Linked DNA regions of Mus musculus: region 2 is linked to region 1. Evidence: chromatin contacts called from public Hi-C data. All regions are on one chromosome and are shown on one strand. Each heading gives the region's core, a stretch centred on a gene start, on an enhancer-like site or on the middle of the called end of the contact. The rest is flanking DNA. Distances are from core to core; before and after follow the strand shown. Region 1 holds the start of Plcl1 (phospholipase C-like 1). Region 2 overlaps Plcl1 (phospholipase C-like 1).

Region 1 (5,571 bases), core at 1,095-3,594:
AAAAGAGGTGCTATTACTCACAAAAACCCTTATGATAATATAAACCACATGCCAATCATATAATGTAAGGGTGGGGCTTATTTATTTTGAGACCAGGTATGTTCAGGGGGTTAGGTTTGAAATAAGGATCCTCCTGTGTCAGCTTCTTGAGTGCTGAGTCCCAAGCTTCCATTTGAGCACAACCCTTGGATTTCAGTAGCACCCCAGGCAGCTCAGAGCAATTTCGGAGAGGTAAACTTGCTGCAAGAATCTGCATAGTCCTTAGACCTTGTGACTTGTGCTTTTCACAACATTATAAAGAACCACTGCTTTTATCGTAATGTATTTTAAACTACAATGACTATTTGCATACACGCAGGTCCACATATTGTAATCCAGATGTATCTGTTTCCTAATTATGATACTTGCCAGACAATACGATTTCTGACTTGTAGTATTAACGAAGGCCATTTCTCCTTTATCCAAATTCACATTCAGAATATAAGTCTCTTTGCGCGTTATGGAAAAGCACAGATAAACAAACAAACTACTACAGGATATTTTAAATTACCATCCACTTTTAACATAGAAGTCTCCCTGTACCTTTTTAATTTCCATGTGTCCATGCTGGAGAAAAATCATAGATAGTGCCTGGAGATAGGTGAATGTGGGCACAAACACTGGTGCTGCTAGCGTGGGAAAGAAGACACGCATTACATCGCGATTGCTTGGTTTAAACCTAAGCAAGCTTTCTGAATGTATGAGCCTATCCAGAAAGAATAATAGGTGGCTCCTAGACCTTTTGCTGTCGCCTGTGGTGTACTGTGTTTATCACAGATGGGTGGACATTCACACTGACTGCTTTACCAAGATCAGCTTTAATCTCACATGTACGTAGTATTCACATAGATCTATGCTAGGAAGCCCTATTCCAGGGCTCTTACCTGAAAAGATTACTCCAAAGTCATGCACCCAAAAGATGAACTTTCGAACATGGGAAACAAGTTCAAAGTGGAAGACAGAAATAAATAAATAGGGCGAAGAAAGGTTTACAATTCCTTGGCAGATGGATAAAGGCAAATCCTCTGGGGGTGCTAGGGGAGTCTGGGAACGTTTTCCCGGATGTGTGTTTTCTGCAGCGCAAAACCTCTAAGCTCTTCCTTCATCCTTTCTATGCTGCAGCGTCCGCTGCAAACTCTGCCTGCCTATCTGCAAAGTTCAGGCGTTTCAGGATTTCAGAACCATTTCTGTATGGGGGAGATTTCCCACACACAATTAAAAGTAAGCTGTGCTTTGCCTTTGCTGTTCGGGAAAGCTAGCTCTCCGCTGGAGAATGCACAGCCAGCCCGCAGGTCTCTGCATTTATCCCAAGTTCACCCTTCCTCCTCCCATCCACCGGTTAGTGAGAAAATGAGGGAAAGCATCCATCAAACCGCAGAAGCGCAGAGAACTTTTCCTCCGCTGTCAGAGAGGAAGTCACTTCTGCTTCTCAAGGCCAACAGCTGATTCTGGGAACCTCCGGACTAGGCAGGAAGGTTTGGCGATGAAGGAGGTGGGAGAAAACAATGCCCAGCCTGCGACGCCTAGGGCAATGAACATCCTGCCCAGGGGCTGGAGGGGGGATGTCCCCTACCCACCCGGCACCCATACCAGGCTCTGGGCCGCTGCTGCTCCGCTTACCTTGATGATGCTGCTACGCCGGGGGGTCGCTCGTGCAGCCTCCAGGAGGCCGGCCTCGCTATCCGCGGGGACCCCCGCAGCGCCCGGCAGCGCGACCCCACTGCGACGGTCCCTCATCCGGCCCCCCAAGGCCGGGGGTGGGGCGTCCCCTGAGGCAGCGTCGGCGCCGGCTCGGGGGTCGTCTTCGCCCCCGGCAACGTCGAGAGGCGCCGGAGCCTCCCTGCTAGCCGCGCCCTCAGCCATAGCCAAGCACGTTTTAGGCTCCCGGCGAGACAGCACGACCGCCAGCGGCGTCCAGCCCCGGGCACGGGTGCGCTCAGGCACCAGAAGGAAACCCCGCTAGACTTTGTTTTAGCGCGCCACGGCCGCTGCAGTGGCAGCCACAACTTTGTAGAAAGGAGACATCGCTCCGGCAGAGGCGTCCTCGGGCTGTGGTCCAGGAGGTCAGCGGGCCGGCGCGGACGGGCGGCGGGGGCGGGGAGAAGATGTGAGCGGGAGGGAGAAGCAGGCGAAAAGCAGCGGGAGGTACTGGAGACGCGAGGCGAGCGCCGGCTCTGTGCAGACAAAAGGCAGTGGGCGCCGGAGCCAGGAGCCTCGGAGCCGGGACGTGCGCGGCCGGAGCGGCGACTGCGGATCGGCCACCAGCCACCTGCCCGCCGACCGCAGCACGGCGGCCCCAGGAAGTGCGGCGGCGGGGCGGCCTCCACTCCGCTCGCCTGTGACAGGGAGGGAAGACTTGTTTTGACAGCCCGTGGGGATTGGCAGGCTCCCCGGCCTCTCAGGAGCCGAGGCTCACCGAGGGGGTTCGGGCCGACCAATCCTCACCGCGGAGGGGTGTGCCCGAGCGCGAAGAATGGAATGTGTTCTGTTGCTCGGAGCCTGCCCAGCCCAGCTGGCCCCGGTACTAGGCGAGGATGCGCGCGCCAGTGTGCGCACCCACAGGCACTCAGAGTACATTTTAGGAAGTTTAGAAAGGAGACGAAAGCGGCCTGAAGGTTCAAGAAATGGGACGCGGGTGGGGTGGTTTGCGGGCGGCAGTGAGATGACGGAGGAAACACTGCAAAACAGCAAATCTGGAATAAAGAAGATGTTGAGCGAGAAGGTTAGAGTGTTTGGAGGGGTGTAGTAGTGACACTTGGCACAGCCAAGGGTCAATCACTGGCTCTCCTGCCAATCCTTAGAAGTGAAGTCCACGCACTAGGACCCTGGAGTTCCACAGTTTGTCTCGGGTTCTATGAGCGGATTCTACATTCACTCAGTAATCTGAGTCAATACAACAAGGAGTTGGGTTTAAGGGGTAGGTAGGGTAAGAGGAAGCAGAGCAACGAAAACCCTGGGAACGCCGCCGAATGAAACACAGAGATGATGGAAGCCACATAGCGACAAGGTCATTGGCAGGTTTAGTCTCTACCCTAAACCGTTCTCGACGAGGGTCCAGCCTCCTTTCTACATATAATTCTAAATCATTACATTTTGCTCCTTCCACCAAGCTAGTAACCAAGAGGAGAGCAGGGATTCGGTAGCATTAATCACACCATGAGCAAATGTAGACAATGGCTCTAAGGTCCCTGGAGAGTTGGACGACGTACTGAATCTCACTTAGATCATTAAATGCATTTAAATTACTAATTATTTCATAATTCAAGATTTTACTTCTTCCTTACGTGGCCAATAGCACCAAGAAATTTTTCAGCCCTTCAGGGCCAGAAATTTATTAAAATTCTAGCATTTTAAGGATGAGCTGGGGTGTTAGGAGTCATCTAGGGCAGCTCTTTTATTTAACAGAGGAAATGAAAGCCCAAGGACCTTGTCTACTGACTGGTTAGTACAGACACTAAAATCAGATCTGCTACCCAGTTCCTTCCAAGCTCTCTTCACTTTTTTTATCTGGCTCCCCTGGGGCTACAACCAGTCAAAATTGGATGGGGCTCTTGGGAGAATTCACATTTGACATTTACCATCTCCTAGGGAAGACTGGAAAGACTTGACTTTACCTTTTCTTTAAATATACGTGCAACCCAGAAATGAGTGTCCTCTAGATGAGAGGCCAGCTCTGGTTTTAGAAGCAACACTGCCCTCTAGTGAGATGTTGAGAACTACAACCGAAATAGCAAGCGCTTCTTCTCATAACTGTTACATAGAAAATATATTTTGTCCTCAGAAGTATAGCCAATTTTAGGCTACTGTTTTTCTGATGCTCTCTCATTATTACACCTAACTTTGTCTTTTACAGATGTCAGGGTGTCTGCTTTCTGATACTTTTGTCAACTTGCCACTTGTGAGCTGTCCTTTGAAGACTGTAAAGCTGCAGATATCTCCCTCGTCATTTTCCTATATGAGTCTTATATACCAGTGTTTCCTATCCTACAGGCTTGTGTGCCTTTATATCCATATATATTTTTTCCATACACATTTACATCCATATACCCATATATGATTATATATTTATATCCATATATATTTACATCCATAGAGCATATGGTTTGCAAAATGTTTTGTTTCCACTCACGACCGACCAGTTGCACTCCATCTTCCCTTCCTTTGCACTCGTCCCTTGTGACCTTCTGCGAGCACAAATGCACAGAAACTGCTGAAGACTCTGAGCTCTTCAGGGAGGTTGTCTAACTCACTCGGCCTTGAGAATATTGGAGTACATCTAAAGGGTCTTTCATTTCTGCTGTCTCCTGCCATAAGCTCAGAAGGCTTCTCCTGCCTGCCATTTTAAATTTAAAAATGCCCCCATGTGCCTGCTTATCTCACAGAGGCAAGAAATCAGAGCAAGAAGAGACCAAGGTCACAGTTTCCTGCAAGGGCATTCTCCTGATGCAAGAAAAACTCCCACTAAGTCCCAACTCTTACGGTTCTACCACCTCCCAAGAGAGCAAAGTTGCATGGGGTTTGGGGGACAGTCAAGATCCAAACTCTAGGAGCAATGGGGCTGGGGCTGGGCCTGCTGCAAGACATTGTCATAACCAGCATGAATGACATTGGGAGTGGAGGAACCATTTTTTAGTCTCCAGGACAATGGTGCCTGGATGGAACTTACTTATTATGAGAAACGCATGTAGCAGGAAGAACACGGGCTCTGAAATTACCATCTAGCACATATCTCTGATTCTCTTGCTTTTTAGCTGGTTGTAGCTTTCAGCAAGCGACTTCAAGCCTAATTTAAATTATGTTTTATTTATTATTTTGTGGAGAGTGGGGGGGGGGGTGTGCGCACATGCGCACCGTAGGTGTGTGCAGAGGTTATAAGATAACTTGGAGCAATTAGTTCTCTCTTCCAACCATGTGGATTACAGGAATTGAAATCAAATTGTCAGGTTTGATAAGTGCTTTCATCCAGTGAGTCACATAGAGACCTTGCAGGCCTCTACTTGAAACTTTTGATTCTTAGTTTCCTTATATGTAAAATGGAGTAGAATTCTTTACAAGGAATTATCTGGCACATAGAAAGTAGTTATCAAAATTACTCTCTCACTGTGATGTCTCAGCAATAGAGGGAGTCTTGATTTTTCTCACTGGCTATTTCTTAGGTCCAGAGTTCAGTTCTGAAGTGACTTCCCGCGATGAGCAGCGCCAAGCTGGCCTATTTGACTTTCAGCTACGTATTTTCAGCTACGCATTTTCAGGTTTATTAGACCTGGCTCGGTTTCTGCCTAGTTGTTAAGTGGAGTCTCAGATTCCGAGTTACCCCAACTCACAAGTGCTCTCAGCTTGTTCTGCTGCTGCTAATTCTTATCTTTGATTTCTTCTCTCAAGTGGGATTCTGGGATCCTTGAGTACTAGAAATCTCATCGTGTGAGAAGTGATAGGGTCATTTTTTTTTAAGCCAAAGTGATTGTTTTGTCATATTGAAACACTACAGAAATCTATCCATGAATATCTTTAGAACACTTGCTTTGGGGCTGG
Region 2 (5,531 bases), core at 550-3,049, 48 kb before region 1:
ACTACTTGCCAGGAACTGTACTTGGGGCTAAGGATGCTGGGTGAGCTGACAGAAGACCTGCCCTCCTGGGATCTCTAAGCTTCACAGTGAGTAGAATACATGAAAATCACCAAAGGGGACTGTTAAAATTCAGATTCCAAGCTGAGTGGGTCCCCAGCACACCCTGAGAAACTGGTCCAGATGGCGCTCCCTGCAAATAAACTATAAGTCTGTGTTTCAACTGAACCCCCAACAACAAGCACATAGTAGGTACATCACTTTGTATTAAATGCTTTCTGCCCTGGAGATAGGCAAATGAAGCAGCAGTCTTGTAGAACGAGGGAATTACAATGAAATCATACAAGGTGGTAGGCAGCACAGCCTGAGTAGATGTGAGAACAAGTTTCTAGAGAAGGCAACATCTGGACAGACATTCTAGGATAAATAGGAGGGAGCCAGGCATGAAGGGGCACCACAGCCTTCAGAAAAATCAAGTGAGGTGAAAGAAAGCAAAACTTGCCCAGAGGCTACAGGTCTGCTTGCTATACCTACAGTCTTCTGAGGCAGAGATGACTCCGCTACCTCACCCGCACAGTCTCTAACCGCAACAGCCACCTGTCACCGAGGATTAATATCATCAGGAAAGTCACCCTAGGGGTGGCTTGACTTCACTTAAAAATTAAACCCATAATGATTATAGCATCCAGCAAGTCCACTCTTCAGTAAGAATTGAAAGCTGGGACTCAGATATTTGTAGACTCATATTTACCTCAACATTGCTCACAATTCCCAAAAGATAGTAGATATCAGAGTGTCCATTGGGAGATGAACAAATAAATGTGGTGTATGCATACAGTGAAATAGTATGTAGCCTCAAAAAGGAAGGCAATTCTGCCATTTGCAACAAAAAGGACAGCTGCTGAAGACATTATACTAGTGAAATATGGTGGCCGCAGAAGGACAAACATGCTATGGTTCCTTTATATAATTAGATGGTTTTGTTTACAGAGTCATCAAACTCAGGGAGGCAAATGGCCAAGGCTGCCAGGCATGGGGAAAGTAAGCAATGGGGACTTAGTGTTTGGTGGGTGTAATGCTTCTGCAGGTGGGTGGTGGGGATGGTTGCAGCAGGGTGTAAATGGGCGCACATACCTCAGAACTCTACACTTACAGGTGATTATATGGTCCATTTTATGATCTGTATTTTTGCCATACCCAATGAATTAAAATCACACACACACACACACACACACACACACACACACACACACATCTACAGTAGCTACAGGGGACTCAAGTCCATCTCTGCTTTGTAGAAAGACCTTAGTGACACTCACAGACTCCAAACGAGAAATGTAAAGAGAAAGCCTTCACTAAAGCTCCAGCAACCCACCACCAGAACCCTATATTACAAGGCAGCTGCTGTCACCATTGAACGGTGAAGCATAGTCCATCAGCACAGAAGTTTTCAATGAAAGAAGTCATGAGATGAGAATCCTGAAAGCAAGGAGATGTTAAAACAATAGTTACAGCTTTCCTTTCCTCTGTGGATCTAAATGAAGAGGCAGAATAAGTACTTCCCAGCACTTGATAAGCACCGCCATCCATGCCAGGACTGCAGCCCTCTTTAAAAACGCGTTAAGAAACAATTAGCAGCTACATAGGTGACAAAGTATCATATAACCCAAGGACAGTTTAGAGCCAAGCTTGGCACGCTCCAGCTGATGTGTCAGAGTTTGGTGGGCATGGCAGGCTGCAGTGATGGCCTCTCCCTGCCATGTGCCCAGCAGCCTCCCCACTCCCTGCATATCGCAGCTGGGCAGCAGAGCTTGCCAGGAACTGAGACACACAGCCCTGAGTGACAAATGCTCTCATTGCCCACAGTCATACTCCTCCTACCTCCAACTGTCACAGCCCAGTACCTTACAAGCACGGCCAAAGCCTGTTGTTGCATTCATCCCTACACTTGGAAAATACAGCAGAGTCAAATGCCACCACCCCCATTTACCTAAGAGAATGTGTCCTTTGGAAAGTGTCCCGTGTTTACCTTTCCTATCAATGCCAGGTGCAAGTGTCAGGCCAGGAGCCTTATACTGCTCCAAAGTAGATCTTAACATATAACTGAGGGAATCAGGTAAGGTGAGCTCAGGAGAACAGAGCCAGGTGTCAGTTATACTCCCCCTCATGAACTTCATCCAATCTTGTATCCTCCTGACCTCCATGCCAGTGGGTACACCAGCATCATCAGACTCATGAGGGCAGAAGGGAGATGCCTCTGCCAAAGCTAAGGGTATTTCTCCTCTACTGTCTCTGCTACATTCCACCAGTTCCCCTGATCTTGTCTCTTCTCTGTCCTTTCTCTTGGAGCTATGTTTCAGGACGCCCTGGAAACATCTTTCTTAACTAATTGGACCACAGGAGACTCTTCCCAGGGTAGTGTCTTAGTTAAGGTCTCTCTTGCCATGACAAGCACAATGACCAGAAGCAGCTTGGGGAAGAGAGGGTCTATTTCTTGTGACAGCTGTCAGGTCACACTCCATTACGGAGGGAAGCCAGGGCAGGAACTCAAAGCAAGAACCTGGAAGCAGGAACTGGAGCAGAAGCCATGTAATGCAGGAATGCTGCTTACTGGCTTACTCTCCAAGGCTAGTCATGGGAAGTAAAACAGAGACCAACAGCTGGACAGAGAGCAGAGTGTGGCTTGGAACACTCATCAGTGCGATGTCTTTGTCAATCTCTCGCCCCGCTCCTAGGCGTCAGTGAGATACACAGAGGAGTGGGGTGGGGAGAAAGATTGCAGGAGCCAGAGGGGACGGATACACCGTAGAAAATGTCTTCCAGACACATCAGGACTGACACACATGTGATCTCTTGGAGCCTGTGGCAGCATGCACAGGCCTGCACAGGTTCAATGCAGATGCAGTCCTAGTGCCGAAAGTGAGAAGTGGACATGGGTTCCCATTCCTAACCAGGAAGCTATCTACAGTTGACACTTGCAAAGGAAAAATTAATTTTCATCAACACAGTCTTGCTAGGTATATTAACCATACTTAAGGGCAGGCCGCATGCCCAGCAGTATATATCCAACACAAAATGAACTCAAAGATATTTTTGTCTCATATTGCTTTGTTTGGGCATGTTTTTTGTCTTATTGACTGTTTGTCTGTATATTATGCATAAAATTATTGACTTTGTATTTTTATGTGGTTTATGTGTGTTTCTTGTGGTTTTTCTTTGTTTAATTTTTCCTATTCTGGTTTGTTTGGGTTTTTAATTTGCCTGTTTCCTTTCTAAAGAGACAGAAAGAAAGAGGGTGGGGGTGGGAGGATCTCAGAGGAGTTGGGGGAGAAGAAACATTGATCAGAATATTGTATTAAATTTTTATTTTCAATAAATATATAATTACATTTATATAAACATTTCATACAGTAAAATTTATTCTTTCATTGTATAACTCTCTGAGTTTTGACAAATGTGAATACCCTGTAACTACAAACAGCATAGAGAAAAAGTCCTATTATTAAAAAGTTTTGTGCCAAGATTTTTTAACACCAGTGCAATCTACTGGGGGCTTTCTGCCTTATTGCTTCACCCTCTACAAAAGGCACACAATTCAATTTAACAGTAAGCAGACATTTGTGTCTGTCAGTCTGTTTTCTTATACAGCCCAGGACTTGTCCAGGGATAGTACCCAGAGATGGTACCCAGAGATGGTACCCAAAGATGGTATAGCCTATTGTGAGCAAGGCCCACCCACATCAACCATTAATTAAGAAAAGTCCCCACAGGCCAGTCTATGGAGGCATTTTCTCAATTGTGGTTCCCTCTTCTCAAATAACCCTAGCTTGGGTCAAGTAGACAATAAATTAGCTAAGACGGGAATAATACTAAACACAGAGGCTCAGGTACCTTCCCATGGGTTCCAAGGGCTTCATATGCTTCCTGAAGTAAAGACTCCCACAGCCTGATAAAACACCACTCTTCTTCCCACAGCAAGTCCATGGACCCTCTGACCATGTAAATGCTCACCGTGGTGAAATCCCAGAGGCTGCGGCACTACACAAGCAGTCACAAGTGTCTCTACTGAATTTTGGGGGTTTTTTTCTATGCATTTCTTTGTAAAAATCTCCCAACTCACCAGAAATCTTTTTCTACAATTACCAAAAAACTCATATTTATGTTTGACAAGCACACAGAGGCTCTCGGTAAAATGCCCAGCACTGAAAAGAAAAAGAAAAATATTTGGTTTGTTTTACACAGGGGAGGGAAGTAGTTTTACATTCACATAAGAGAAAGTGGAGAGTTAATCTCTTACTTGAGTTCCTCTGGGTATGTGAATTAAACTGATTTATTTAAATATATGGATTAGCAGGAAGGGAAACGCACAGTATTTACATTCAATGCACAAAACAGAAACGCCTTGGGGGTGGTTAGCATTAGGGATTTATATGCTGAAACTTGTAGGGAAAAGAAAATGGGGGAAGGCGTCTATGAGAACAGATAGCTTTCCTCTGAAAGACAAAAGGACTCTCAGTGGAGCAAATAAAAGATAAAGATTTCTTTATGTCTGTTTATGCAGGTCATGTCATCTGTTGCCTTCTTCCAGCCATGACACTCCCCCCAAAAGAAGGGGTTCAAGAAAGCTGATGGGGTCCCAGAAGTTGCTGCTCTTAATCAAGTAAGGGAAGACAAAAATCTTAAGTGTCTTCATCTTACATCTTCATGGGCAGGAGAGCGATGTGGACCACAATGTCAGAACACCTGCCATTCCTGTGCCCAGCTCTGGGCCCAAACCTCAGCACTCTACCAAAACACAGAACTAAGTGAACACTTTAGAACAATTCTAGGGCTTCCACTGGGTTGGGACCCTGAATATGCAGAGCTTGGATATATGGTCAAAGTTACTTGTAAATTTGTCTTCTGTGACACCATAAGGGGAAATTTGTAAGCAATGAAGTAACTGTCCTAGAGTATTAACCTTGGGTGTTGGTTTTCTTCTGTGGATACCTGTTCACTCACTAAACACTGTATAGTCTCGGGTCTCCATCTACCGAGTTTCACTAAAGCTTCTAAGTCTAGACATGGTTCCTGTACCATTCCCTCTCACACAGCATGTCCTCGTAGCTATTACAGTTCAGCAGGACTCACTGTCTCAAATTAATCCCACGTTCTTTGAGTTCAAGAGTCCAGAAAGAGCACTTAGCTCACTGTCAGACTGGAAATGCTATAATTACTTTGGGCAAGCAGAGGGAAGTGGAAGGGGTTGGAAGAGGGCTAGAACAAAGCAGTTAAAGCCAGATGGAAGTGTAGGGAAGATCCCGATTTAATCCTGTCATACGACTAATGGAGAAATTGCTAAACCTCATAAAGGTTAAAGTACTTGCCAAAGAGCTGGACTACTTGATGACTGAGGCCCACTTCTTCTCACCCCCTAACCTCTCTCTCTCTCTCTCTCTCTCTCTCTCTCTCTCTCTGTGTGTGTGTGTGTGTGTTGTGTGTGTGTGTGTATGTGTTTGTATATGTGTATATATGTGGTATATGGCAATGTGTGG

Evidence for each region. Hi-C and Micro-C count contacts between places; a contact is called where the count stands out from the background.
Region 2: a contact with region 1 is called in a Hi-C map of cerebral cortex, with 2.1 times the contacts expected there. The contact joins the enhancer-like site here to the promoter of Plcl1 in region 1. A contact is called at or near these places in 4 of 39 promoter capture datasets (HPC-7-derived erythroid cells, embryonic stem cells, hippocampal neurons and 1 more), 13 of 484 Hi-C or Micro-C datasets (Sertoli cells, Th1 cells, Th2 cells and 10 more), 5 of 115 datasets of contacts at active chromatin or transcription factors (CD8 T cells, the SCID.adh cell line, T-cell acute lymphoblastic leukemia and 2 more) and 3 of 9 other capture datasets (adipose tissue, liver and pancreatic islet).

Annotation. Positions count from the first base shown.
Region 1 is chr1:55,402,719-55,408,289 of GRCm38.p6, reverse strand. It overlaps Plcl1 (phospholipase C-like 1), which reads right to left and starts at 2,344. Exons shown (of 6, transcript NM_001114663.1): 1 at 1,660-2,344. The coding sequence starts at 1,902. It also overlaps the pseudogene Gm8531.
Region 2 is chr1:55,450,574-55,456,104 of GRCm38.p6, reverse strand. The region is part of intron 1 of Plcl1 (phospholipase C-like 1); the gene reads right to left. Among named protein-coding and RNA genes, the nearest start is that of Plcl1, 47 kb to the right of the region's middle. Within about 2 kb of position 1,799, at least 35 of the 459 cell types and tissues checked have an H3K27ac peak or open chromatin away from gene starts, as enhancers often do. A contact at or near this core is called in the SCID.adh cell line, cerebral cortex and olfactory sensory neurons, where this site is marked.